Linked DNA regions of Mus musculus: region 1 is linked to region 2. Evidence: chromatin contacts called from public Hi-C data. All regions are on one chromosome and are shown on one strand. The core of a region is the stretch at or near the end of the contact, and the rest is flanking DNA. Distances in the headings are between cores, read along the strand shown.

Region 1 (6,046 bases), core at 2,524-5,023, 560 kb before region 2:
CTATCTATCTATCTATCTATCTATCTATTTATTTATTTATTTATTTATTTTTATTAGATATTTTCTTTATATACATTTCAAATGCTATCCCAGAGGTTCCCTATAACCTTCCTCTGCCCTGCTCCCCTACCCACCCACTCCCGCTTCTTGGCCCTGGCAGAGCTCGCATCTCTTTTTATGAATGTATGAGCAGTCTCTTTTTCCCTTTTTTAAAAATTAGATATTTTATTTGTTTACTTTTTTATTTTTGTTTTTGTTTTTGTTTTTTGAGACAGGGTTTCTCTGTGTAGCCCTGGCTGTCCTGGAACTTACTCTGTAGACCAGGCTGGCCTTGATCCACCTGCCTCTGCCTCCCAAGTGCTGGGATTAAAGGCATGTGCCACCACTGCCTGGCTTGTTTTCATTTTAAATGTTATCCCCTTTCCTGTTTTCCCCTCTGCAACTCCCCTACACCATCCCCCCCTGTACCCTGCTTTTATGAAAGTGTCCCCTCACCCACCCACTGCCCCCTCACCACCCTAGCATTCCCCTACATTGGAGCATCAAGCCTTCACAGAATCAAGGTCCTCTCCTCCCACTGATGCCAGATAAGGCCCCTTCAGCTCCTTCAGTCCTTCCCCTAACTTCTCCATTGGGGTCCCTGCGCTTAGTCTGATGGTTGGATGCAAGCCTCTTCATCTGTATTGGTCAGGCTCTGGCAGAGCCTCTCAGGAAACAGCTCCTCTATCAGGCTCCTGTCAGCAAGCACTTCCTGGCATCTGTAATAGTGTAGGTGTTTGATGTCTACATGTGGGATGGATCCCCAGGTGGGGCAGTCTCTGGATGGCTTTTCCTTGAGTCTCTATTCCAGTCTTTGTCTATGTATTTCCTTTAGACAGGAGCAATTGTGGGTTAAATTTTTGGAGATGGGTGGATGGCCCCATCCCTCAACCAGGGGAGCCATGCCTAACCTCTGGATATGGTTGTGACAGGTTCTCCCTCCCCTTTGTGAGTTATTTCAGCTAATGTCATCCCCGTGGGGTCCTGGGAGGCTCTTGCTTTCCTGGCATCTGGGACTTTCTGGTTTCTACCCCCGAGTTCCCCATCCCCCATTGCTATACACTTCTGTTCAATTTCCTGACCCTCTGTACATCTCCTCCATCTCCTCCCATACCTGATTCTGCCCCTTCTTTTTCCCCCTACCCCTCCTCTGTTTCTCCCAAGTTCCTCTCGCCCTCTACTTCCCTTGATTATATTGTTCCCCCTTCTAAGTAAGACTGAAGCATCCATTCTTTGGTGTTCCTTCCTCTTGAGCTTCATGTGGTTTGTGAGTTGTATCATGGGTATTCCACGCTCTTTGTTTAATATCCACTTATCAGGGAGTACATACCATGTGTGGTCTTTTGTGACTAAGTTACCTCACTCAGAATGATATTTTCTTGATCTATCTATTTGCCTGTGAATTTCATGAAGTCATTATTTTTAATAGCTGAGTAGTATTCCATTGTGTAAATGTATCACATTTTCTGTATCTATTCCTTTGTTGAGGGACATCTGGGTTCTTTCCAGCTTCTTGGTATTATAAATATGTCTGCTATGAATGTAGTGGAACATGTGTCCTTATTACATGTTGGAGCATCATCTGGGTATATGCCCAGGAGAGGTATTGCTGGATCTTTAGGTAGTACTATGCCCAATTTTCTGAGGAACTGCCAGACTGACTTTCAGAGTGGTTGTGCCAGCTTGCAATTCCACCAGCAATGTATCAAAACCCCCAAAGTAATGCTCAAACCCACTGTTACTTAAGCCCATCATAGCAGAGGTACCAAACTGTCCCATGATGCTTTGTTTTCTGCCCCACAGGCTTGTGTAAGTGACAAATATTTTCTTGAAAATTAATGCAGCGATTCCATTGGTTCAAAAAGGTATCTGGCATTGTCTATTGTCGCAATGATAGTAGTAAATTGCACATTCAGGCAAAAATTAATTCTGAATACATGGATCTATCACCATGAGCTCGAGAAAAAAACAGCATTTGGAGGCTTTTCTTGAGATCAGTGTCGGTATTAGTGGATGTAATATATTGATTTTATAATGGGATGCCTCAGTATATGGCAGAACTGCACTTAGGACCTTCTTAGAGAATTGATGCTTGCTATGTACATAGGTTATAAATCATGGTAAGTGGAAGTAGTGCTCTGCAGACCAAGAGAAAAAGATGGCATTTAATATGACAACATTATGGTGAGTTTATTGATATGAAAAACCATTGCAACTACCCTTCCAAATACTACTGTTTACTGACTTTGAGAAGGGTACTGAAGAGGAGTATACACAGTTAAGAAAAAGGCCACTTAAATATTCTTTCCTCATTAACTACCTATCTGTGGCTGGAGTTCCTTCAGATGTTTAACTCTAGCATGGTCACCACTGGTTTCTGATAAAAACTAATTGAGTATTTATGAAACAACTTATTTTTTAAAGATTTATTCATTTATTTTACGTATATGAGTACAGTGAGGGCATCAGATCTCTTACAGATGGTTGTGAGCCACAATGCAGTTGCTGGGATTTGAACTCAGGACCTTCGGGAGAGCAGTCAGTGCTCTTATCCGCTGAGCCATCTAGCCAGCCAGAGCCTTCAATAGCTCAGTTGGTAGAGCAGAGGACTGTAGCTAATACAATATGAAACAAATTATTTTAAACCATATTTCAAAGGAGGTGAATGTAAAATCTGTTTTATAGTTCATATTTATAAAATTGAAATTTCTCCATTCTTTAAAAGTCTCCAATCTTTCTTTAAAATGAAGTCTTCCCATTGAAGGAGGGAGAGGGTGAGACAGCAAGAGCTAGAGCACTCAGGGGAGAGGGGCAGGGAGGGAGGGAAGGAGGGAAAGTTGATTTGGAGTTTGTAGTTCCTCTCTGGTAACAGTAGATGGCAGTAAAAACAAGCTTCCTGCACTAGTCTCAAAAGCCTTAACACAAGTCAGACTGAGCCTTCTGCTATAGTAAGTAATGTCTTCTATGGATTTTCAAAGAAACAGCAAGAGTGTTCTTTGTGAGTGGTGTTGGTGTAGTGTACCCATGGGCCCTGTCCAAGGATAGCCAAGGGCTGCCAATAGGAGCATTATCATAAAGGGCATCCCCAGAGGGTTGGGGTGGAATCATGTGCCAGCACACTGCCTTCAAGGTTCTTGGGCAGCTCTGATATTTTACTGAGACAAATAAAAAAGAACTACCCTCTGAATCAGCTGATGAACTATCTATGGCTGGTTAATTCTCAAGAGACCCAACTAAGATTAGCTGGAAATACAGGGTTTTTTTGTTTTTTTTGTTTTTGTTTTTTTTCAAGAATGAAATTATGACCAAATTGCAATTTTTTCTGTAGTGTTCAAAGTATCACTGTATTATACAACATCACATTGTATGTGTGTGTGTGTGTGTGTGTTTTAAATTGGAAATCAAGTTTATGCAAAATATATGCATACAAAATAATATGTGTGATGAATTACTTTATCATTCACATTTATAAAACGGAATTACCTCCATTTGTTAATGTTTACTATCAGAGAGAGAAGGAGGGAAGGAGACAGGAAGGAAGACAGGAAGAGGAGGGAGGAAAAGAAGGGAAGGGAGAACAAAGAGGGGGAGAATGTGGTGAGTAGCTGGTTGATATTATAAAACAGATGAGGTAAGACTGGCTTCATGGGCAGGTACTCTCTCATAGGCAAGCACAGAGAGAAGTCAATATCACCCAGTTCTTGGACTTCAGACTGCTCTACTGCAGCTGTAATTAGCACCTTACTTCCCCCCAAAGTTGGAGTATGAATATAATAGCTTAAAGGAAATTACATAAAACTATTAGAAAACAAAGATGTGTGTCCCAGTTTATTAAATGCTGCTTTTACTGTCAGCCCCTGGAAAAGCAAGAATGAGCTCCTAGATGCCATAAGCCACCTTCTCATCACCCCAGGACCTGCGGTTTTTACAGATGTGTGCAGTTCCTACAGATGTGTGGGAAGAGTCAATACTCATCCAAGTATATATCGTTTTCTTGTTTTGTATTTCGGTAAACAACCAACACACATGCATGAGCAGGCTGCTCAAGCTTTCAAGAATTAACATGATATGGTAACACAACACAGTCAGCCACAAGCATCTTTCACTTAGTGACAGAAACAAAGATTGTGTGGACCAAAGAGCAAAGAAAACATTTCTCCTTTGGTTTTATAAGGCATGCCATTTGGGACAGCAGATTTATCTCCATAATTCTGTTGTTCTTGGTCTAGGAGGATGATAAATTATAGGCTCCTCTTGATTACATAAGTCCTGGGTTTAAAAATCTATAAATGGCTTCCTGACATTTTAAGGTAAGAGTCAAATCACAAACACAGGCTATGGGCTGCCTCTCTGACCTCCTTTTAGCCCCTGTACAATGTGATATATCCAATCGTAAGCCGTAGCCCTTCTCGGTCCTCTTGCTTAAATGTAATTCTTCCTAATTAGCCTTGAGAGCTCAGTCTTGGGGTCATCAGAATGTCAGACAACATGCTCCCAAGGAAGTACTGTGGTTAGACTTTATTTCTGCCATTAATAACTCCCCCCCCCTCAGCTTTCCACACATAATGTTGCACTGAATAAGTCATTAAACAAGCACTCCACTGAAATTCAAAAACCTGAAGTCTGTTCTTTGTTTTGAAAATAATACTTGCCAAAGAATCCTGAAAATTACACACTTTTATTTGAGCCTTAGCATTATTTTAAAAACTATTTAATAACTCCTGCCCATGCATGTGTAGATTCTTATGAAGTAGATATGACATGATATCAAATGTAATAAATCAACACACATGTGCACACACACACACAAACATTGTTTCAAGTATATCACACAAAAAATCTACAGAGGTAATCCGGTTTGGTCCTATAATGTGTGCTAAATATCATTTGTAAGGCTTTTAGTTAAAATTTTCTAATTATCTTGAATTTTATGTTCTTTAAAGTATTGTAACTATTTAAATATTTAAAATATTTGTTTAAACATATAAAACCTTATATACAAACAGAAAATGCCTTAGTTTCTATTGTTGTGATAAAATATTTTAACCAAAAGCAACTTGGGAAGAAAGGATTTCTTTCTCTCTTTTTTTAAATTAGATATTTTCTTTATTTACATTTCATATGTTATCCCCTTTCCTAGTTTTCTCTCTGAAAATCCCCTATCCCATCCCCCCCCTCCCCCTGCTCCCCAACTCACCCACTCCCATTCCTAGCCCTGGCATTCCCCTATACTGGGGCATAGAACCATCCCAGGACCAAGGGACTCTCCTCCGATTGATGACTGACTAGGACAAAAAGGATTTATTTCATTTATGGTTCTATAGCATAGTCTATCACTGAGGGAAGGCAGGATAGAAACACAAAGGGCAGGAACCTGGGTGCAGAAACTAAGGCAGAGACCATGAAGGAGTGCTTCTTAACTGGCTTGCTTTCTTATACATTCCAGAACTTCCTGCCAAGAGCTGGCACCTCCCACAATAGGTTAACTCTGAAACATCAATTATCAGTTAAGAAAATCACCACAGGCTTACTGACCCACAAGCCAATCTTGTGGGGTATTTTCTCAGCTGAGGTTCCTTTTTCCAAAATGACTCTAGTCAATGTCAGGTTGACATAAAACAAGGCAGCACAGAAAAATCATGACATTCTTTTGTGTGCACAAATTGAGTTTCATTTGTCTAATTCTTTCTATTACATATGTCATACATAGGCCAAAGCTTAGTGTTTTGTTTTTTTCACTCTGATAACAAAAACTCATTCAGTTTGTAGCTGCAGAAATGGCTCAGTAGTTAAGAGTACTTGATATTCTGTCTTCCAGAGGACTTGAATTTGGTACCCAGAATCTTAACTAGGCAGCTGGTAACCACCTGTAACTTTAAGGGATCTAAAGCACTTTAGCCTCTGCATAGACTTGCAAAAATGTGGTGTATGTGCATGCACACACACACACACACACACACACACACACTACACTTAAAATAAACTATAAGGAGACCATTCAGTTTAT
Region 2 (5,968 bases), core at 172-2,671:
TTGTCATTGGAACACAGGGGGAGTAAGGAAAACTATCAGTTAGAACATGACCCTATTTTCCACACATGAATGCTTAGCTGCGCAGCTCTGGGAAGTTACCTCAAACTCTCTGAGCCTCAGCTTTCTCAACTTTGAGAATGCATGAGTTTCCTTGAGCTGCTAGTGCAGATGACTACCACGTGACTTGTAATATCTGAAATTTGCCTTGTCACAAGCCAAAGTCTGAAAGCAAAGCAGTAAGTCTATTCTATCTCTGGGGCAGGTCTGTGATGCCTCTCCCAGTATGTAGTAGCAGCACCAGATATTTGGGGACTGGACTATATGACTCTAGGGTCTGCCTACATCTTTTAAAGGCTTTTTGTTGTTGTTGTGTGTTTTTTTTTCTTCTGTCTCTTCACTCTCTGTCTCTTGCTCTGTGTGATCCAGCATGTCCTTACTTTCAGACCTATGGCTTCTCTCTAAATACCTGTGTTTTTGAAAACAGGACCCATTCTGTGTTCTAGAGATTTGAAGGTGGCATGTCTTGAGGGATAGGGTACCATTCAGCCTACTATAGTAATAACAATGTATTTGTGTTGCAGATTAAATAAGGGAGTGGGAGGATATTGGGAGCTTGAGAACTGCTAGTCATCATTTCATGATTATTAAGTATCTCTTAATATTGCCATTATGACACGTACTTTTGAGAGAACAGGCTGCATTCAACAGGAAGCTCTACTGTGACTCACAGAGAAGCATCTCTGAGACTCCGTTTGGAATGTTTGAAACAAAAGAAAGATGATGCTCTTTCCCCCATAGTTTATAAATCCTTGATCTGACTTTGACAGGGATTTTGGCTATGATGTAATCATCATGGTCATGTGGTCCTCACCATTGTGTCATCGTCTTTGCCATTGTCGTTGTTGTCAGTTGTTATCTGTCCACTTGGTGCAGACCACACGGATCTGGTCATTCCAATTCTTCAGTGAGTACTGAGAATCTAGGACAATCTTAACTCCTCCAGTCCAGGAAGCTGTGAGAAGCAGGGTCTGTCACTCCTCTCCATCTGTGGATATAAATGACTGACTGGCTGAGTGTCTGAACATCCTCCTGAGATATCGTGTAGCCATTTTCAGTGTAACCAGTAGCCTCTGAAACAATGTGTTTCAATATTCTCATTTGTTCAGGAGAACTGAAAAATTAATGAAATCCCTGCCAGGAAAATATTAATGATATGTCTGTCAATAATGGACACTCAGAAGTAGGAGAAGCTTTTTGTCTTAAACTCAGTATGATGCTTGATGCTGCATGCTGTAGCTGCCTTTATCAGCAGTGCAGTTAGGGACTAAGACCTGGATAAATGAGAACATGGGTAAATGGTGTTAGGGATAGCATTACTTCCTTCTTACAAGACAGCTCTTGAAGCGTCCTCTCTGCGTGGACACCAGGGGGCGATGCTTATGTGGAAAATGCCAGCAGAGTTACCTTCTAAGGCTGTTTGCTTCTGAAGCTTGAGCCTCTCGTCTTTAAAGAACTTATTATCTTCATTTTTCTACCCCATAACAGTTATCCAACACACATGGCCAACAGCAGATAGCTTCTTAGACACCACATCTAAACCTCTTGACTGAACTGACTGGCCCTCTATAGCCATGGTGGTCCAAAAGTTCTCTATCCTTCTTAGAATTCAAATGTTGCAATCTTAACACCAAAGCAGTGAAACCAGAAAGATCGAGGGAATGAGAGTCCAGTTGTTAGAGGGCAGCATAGTCCTTATCAATGGACTCAAGCCTGAGGCAGCTGTTTCCAGCAAATGAGAACTTGGATGTTAACATGTGTAACCTAGAAGGCAGATCCCTCTTCTGACTCTAAATCTACCAGTGACTTGGTCCAGGACTTCTCTATCCATTCAAAATATAAACAATCAGTTTATATTGAGTATGACACCCTGTTTGTGGTAGCTATGACAATTGGAATAGAATGAAATATTATCTCTCCACAGTTCAGTGATTAAAACTCTGAAGATAACTCCAGTGCCCATAAAAGTCCTCATCTGCCTGTTGTTTACATGAGATAGCATTAAACCATTTTCAGTAGGCGAGCTCTCCAATTAGCACATTTTGAAGCAAATGAACACAGCTGCTAGTGGTTGGCTTTTCTCCTTAGTAATAGCTTGAATTATCTATGCCTTTCTCAGAGAGGAAGGCATAGAGGCACTAGCTGGCACATCTCAGCCCCTTTATCCAGCCCTGATAATGACATGGACATCCTTGAGACACTGTGAACATGTTAAAAATTCTCTTGGCCTTCTGACAAGTGTGGCACGATAGCTGTCCGTGAATCAAGAACAGGAAATGCTCAGGATGATACCGTCACTTCTTCCAGTTTTGAAGTGTTCTCCTTGAAGTTTTTCATGAAGGACTTTGATAATAATTATGATTCTCCAAGGATTGTTCTGAACAAAGCATTTATTTCTAGATGCTAAGAGAACTTTAACATTCATGAATCTTCCTTTGAGTTTTTAAATGCCAGCAAGAGATGATTAGAAAATGCATCAATGAAACTGAAGTCAGTTTTCTATGATGTGCAAAACTTGTGGGGGGGGGGTGAGGGGGAGAGAGAGAGAGAGAGAGAGAGAGAGAGAGAGAGAGAAATGGATGATTTCAATGTTGTTTTACAGCTGAAAAGACATAGCTCTTGTGGCTTCAAAAGGCTCATCATAAGTCTTCCTTAGAGACACTGTGTTTTTGAACAAAAGGTGTATAAAATTGAAAGTCACATTCTTTTTGCCTTGACAATCCTCTTTGTTTCTATCTCAAGGTCACTTGTGAGTCTAACACTAATTGCTTTAGTGCCATGTGACATCAGACAGGATGCAGTCTGAAGGATGATCCAAGGGATGCTGTGATACTGCACACAATAATGCTCTCAACCCATGCTGAGCTTGTCTGAGCATTTGCTACGCAGTGCAATACAGTTTAGTGTCCACTGTTGGGTTCCGTAAAGTTGCAATTCTCAGTTGGGAAGCTGTGAAAGGCTGCTTCTTGAAATTTAAAATTTTCTTTATCAAAATTTGTCAACAAATCATACAACACTCTAAAGAATCCATGAAAATTAATGAAGAAATATATATATGAATAGTATTACCTCAGGAAAGAATAATTTTACATATATATACATATATACTCATATATATGCTATACACACACACACACACACACATACATACATTGTTTTTACCAATGTATATGAGGGCAAGGGAAGCTATCTGTGTCCCAGTGCATATTACACTATTTTCAGGACCTAGAATAGCATCGAACAGCACAGTAAATACTAACTCAATGAGAAGAGAGAAAGAGAGACAACAGGGAAGGAAAGCTGATATGCTAATGTCACAAAGCAGAGTATCATTCACTGTAGTGGCCTTGTGAATGCCATCCTAGACAAGATCCTCACAGGAAGTTTAGTTCTATGAGAATTCAAGAACAATGCTTTGTAGGGGAAAATGCATCTAAGAACTCCCACTACCTTTTGTCTATATAAAATCATTTACTGGGGCTTCCAGCACACCTTTGGTGATGTTGACTGTTGGTAGTAGACACTTTGGGGTTAAAAATAAATGACAATGATGAAGGGAAATGTGGGATCTATAGATGAATTTTTTTGGATGCTTGCCAACAAGGGAAGGCCAAAGAGTGTCACAGACATTTCAAGGTTAAAGGAGATGTTATTTGTTTATTCAGTATGTGGAAGACAATTTATTGTGCTACTTATTAGAAAAAGCCAGCAGAGGGGAGGATGGAGATTGACAGAGTATGACCCTGGAAGACAAGAGTTCACAGAAATGGGGCTAAAGGAACAAGAACTTCCCTCTCATCAGAAAGGAGAATGTGGGGTGGATCTATGCAAATATTTTAAGAGAACATCAAGCATACAAATAACACCAGAATGTTGAGCCAAGAAATCCCAGATGCTTCTGAGACATCTTGGTGATATGCCTTTGCTACTCATTCATTTATTTTCATTCAGCTGTTAAGTGTTGACTCACACACCAGCAACAGAGGCAATTTTTTTAAAGAAGCATATGAAAACAAACCTTATAGTGTGTAAACTTCTAACTAGGAATGGGAAGGGGGTTGCCACTTGTCCAGTCCCCTTCATTTTGTTCCTGGAAAGTAATAGCTACAAGAAAGAGGTGATGTTAAGAAGGGAAATATTTGAAGCATGGGAGCCTCTGTACGGGTCCCTGGGAAATCTGACCGAGTAGAGGAATTTTGCAGCTTTAGAAACGGACACAAGAAAAAAAACCCACAGAGAAAAGGCAGCCAGAACCTTGGTTCTCTGCTTGACAGAGTGTGACCCTATCTCCATGAGCACATACCTACCTTCTGCTCTCTTTCCATTTGGTTTCTTTACTCTATTTCAGCCACTTGTTGTCCCTCTCAGAGTCAATCCTCAAATCTAGCATCCTCTGGCTGTGAGCCCTATTATGCAGAAGCCAAAGTCTCCTTGAGTTTCATTTTCGACTGTCTTTCACCTTATGGCGTTGAAATCTCTCACTGGACATTTTGGCTAGGATGTCTGGCTAACAAGCCCCTGGCATAAGCCTGTTTCTGCTCCGAAACACTGGGTATCTACTTCCGGAACTAGAAGGAGAGCTACAGGAAATGGGTGAAAGAGTGCTTGTATCTCATATACAGACAGACAGGAAGAGCTTGACTGCTGACACTGGACATGAGCCAACAACCTCTTCCCTGGAAGCTTTCAACAGACATTACCAGAAAGGTCTATTTGCCAAACCGTGCTAACATAGAAGCCATCATAGAAAGGTACAATGGTCGTAGGTGTATTTTAGTGACCTTTCCCATCTTCAATTTATAGCTATTTGTTTATTTTTCAAAATATCGTACTAGACATGGTGGCACATGCTTTGAATATCAGCCTCCAGGAAACAGAAGCAGGTAGACCTCTGAGTTCAAGGACAATGTGGTCTACATTGTTGAGTTTCAGGCTAGTAGTAGCTACATAGTGAGACCATGTCTAAAAATAAATTACATACATTGAATGAACTTCACAATGATGTAGCATATTGCTACTGATATTGAGAGTTGTGCAGTAATCCAAGAATAGTAACTGTCAGCCACAGTATGCTCCTGAGTGTCTTTACATCTCTCTGTTGGATGGCAACCAGACTCTGACTAAGGTTCAGTTAAGCTAATTGGCAAAGTATGTTAGGATTGTATCTTGATCATATAGATATTTCTAAAAAACTAAGAACATATGCTACTTGACTCGGGAAATGTTTTATGCATTCTTGTTTAAGGGATTTTCAAGGTAGAAGTAATACTAGCCTGGTGGCCATATGTCCACTCCTCTCCCATTAATAAGAAGTCACAGAGAAAAGTTCCACTTGAACTGTGGCTTTGCCATCTGGCAGCTTGGCTCTATGTCTTTCTAACAGGAAGACAGAGAAGCCATAGGGGAGGGTGGTGAGAGACAGATACATTCCATACTCAAATCTTAAGTTCCCCTTTTGAAAAATTAGCCTTTTTTTCTGTTTGCTCACCTCTGCACTTGAATAGAAAACAGGATAATGACACTTTGCCTAAAGGGTAAACACAAACAGTGTGCATTCTTCTCTTCTGAAATGTTGGAAGCCAGAGTTCTCCCCACCCACTACCGGACATTTCTGCTTTTCCATGACTGCTAGAGCCCTTGGCTATGGCGGGCACACTGGACTCAATTGGCTGTGTAACGGGAGACTATGGAGGTTCCTCAGTGAGCTCACAAACAATAAGATTCTTTTCCCTGGGCTTTTCCTATCCCAGTCATCAGGTTCAATTATCTCATTTGAGAAATATCCTCATCTCTGTTCTCCCACCACATCAGGCAAGAGTGAAGGCCATACTATCTCTTTGAAAACAGTACTGGCTTCACATGTCAGCAGAATAAACTATAATGTTAAGATGAGGAGGGGGAGGAGGAGGAG

The links. Hi-C and Micro-C count contacts between places; a contact is called where the count stands out from the background.
Region 1: a Hi-C map of the N1E-115 cell line shows a contact between it and region 2, with 11 times the contacts expected there. The contact joins two enhancer-like sites. A contact is called at or near these places in 2 of 15 datasets of contacts at CTCF or cohesin (large pre-B cells and pro-B cells), 26 of 484 Hi-C or Micro-C datasets (B cells, CD4 T cells, the G1E-ER4 cell line and 19 more) and 2 of 115 datasets of contacts at active chromatin or transcription factors (embryonic fibroblasts and memory CD8 T cells).

What each region holds. Positions count from the first base shown.
Region 1 is chr1:81,284,243-81,290,288 of GRCm38.p6, reverse strand. The region is part of intron 5 of Nyap2 (neuronal tyrosine-phophorylated phosphoinositide 3-kinase adaptor 2); the gene reads right to left. Among named protein-coding and RNA genes, the nearest start is that of Nyap2, 210 kb to the right of the region's middle. Within about 2 kb of position 3,773, at least 10 of the 459 cell types and tissues checked have an H3K27ac peak or open chromatin away from gene starts, as enhancers often do. A contact at or near this core is called in the N1E-115 cell line, where this site is marked.
Region 2 is chr1:80,718,309-80,724,276 of GRCm38.p6, reverse strand. All of the region lies in intron 1 of Dock10 (dedicator of cytokinesis 10), which reads left to right. Among named protein-coding and RNA genes, the nearest start is that of Dock10, 37 kb to the left of the region's middle. Within about 2 kb of position 1,421, at least 29 of the 459 cell types and tissues checked have an H3K27ac peak or open chromatin away from gene starts, as enhancers often do. A contact at or near this core is called in the N1E-115 cell line, where this site is marked.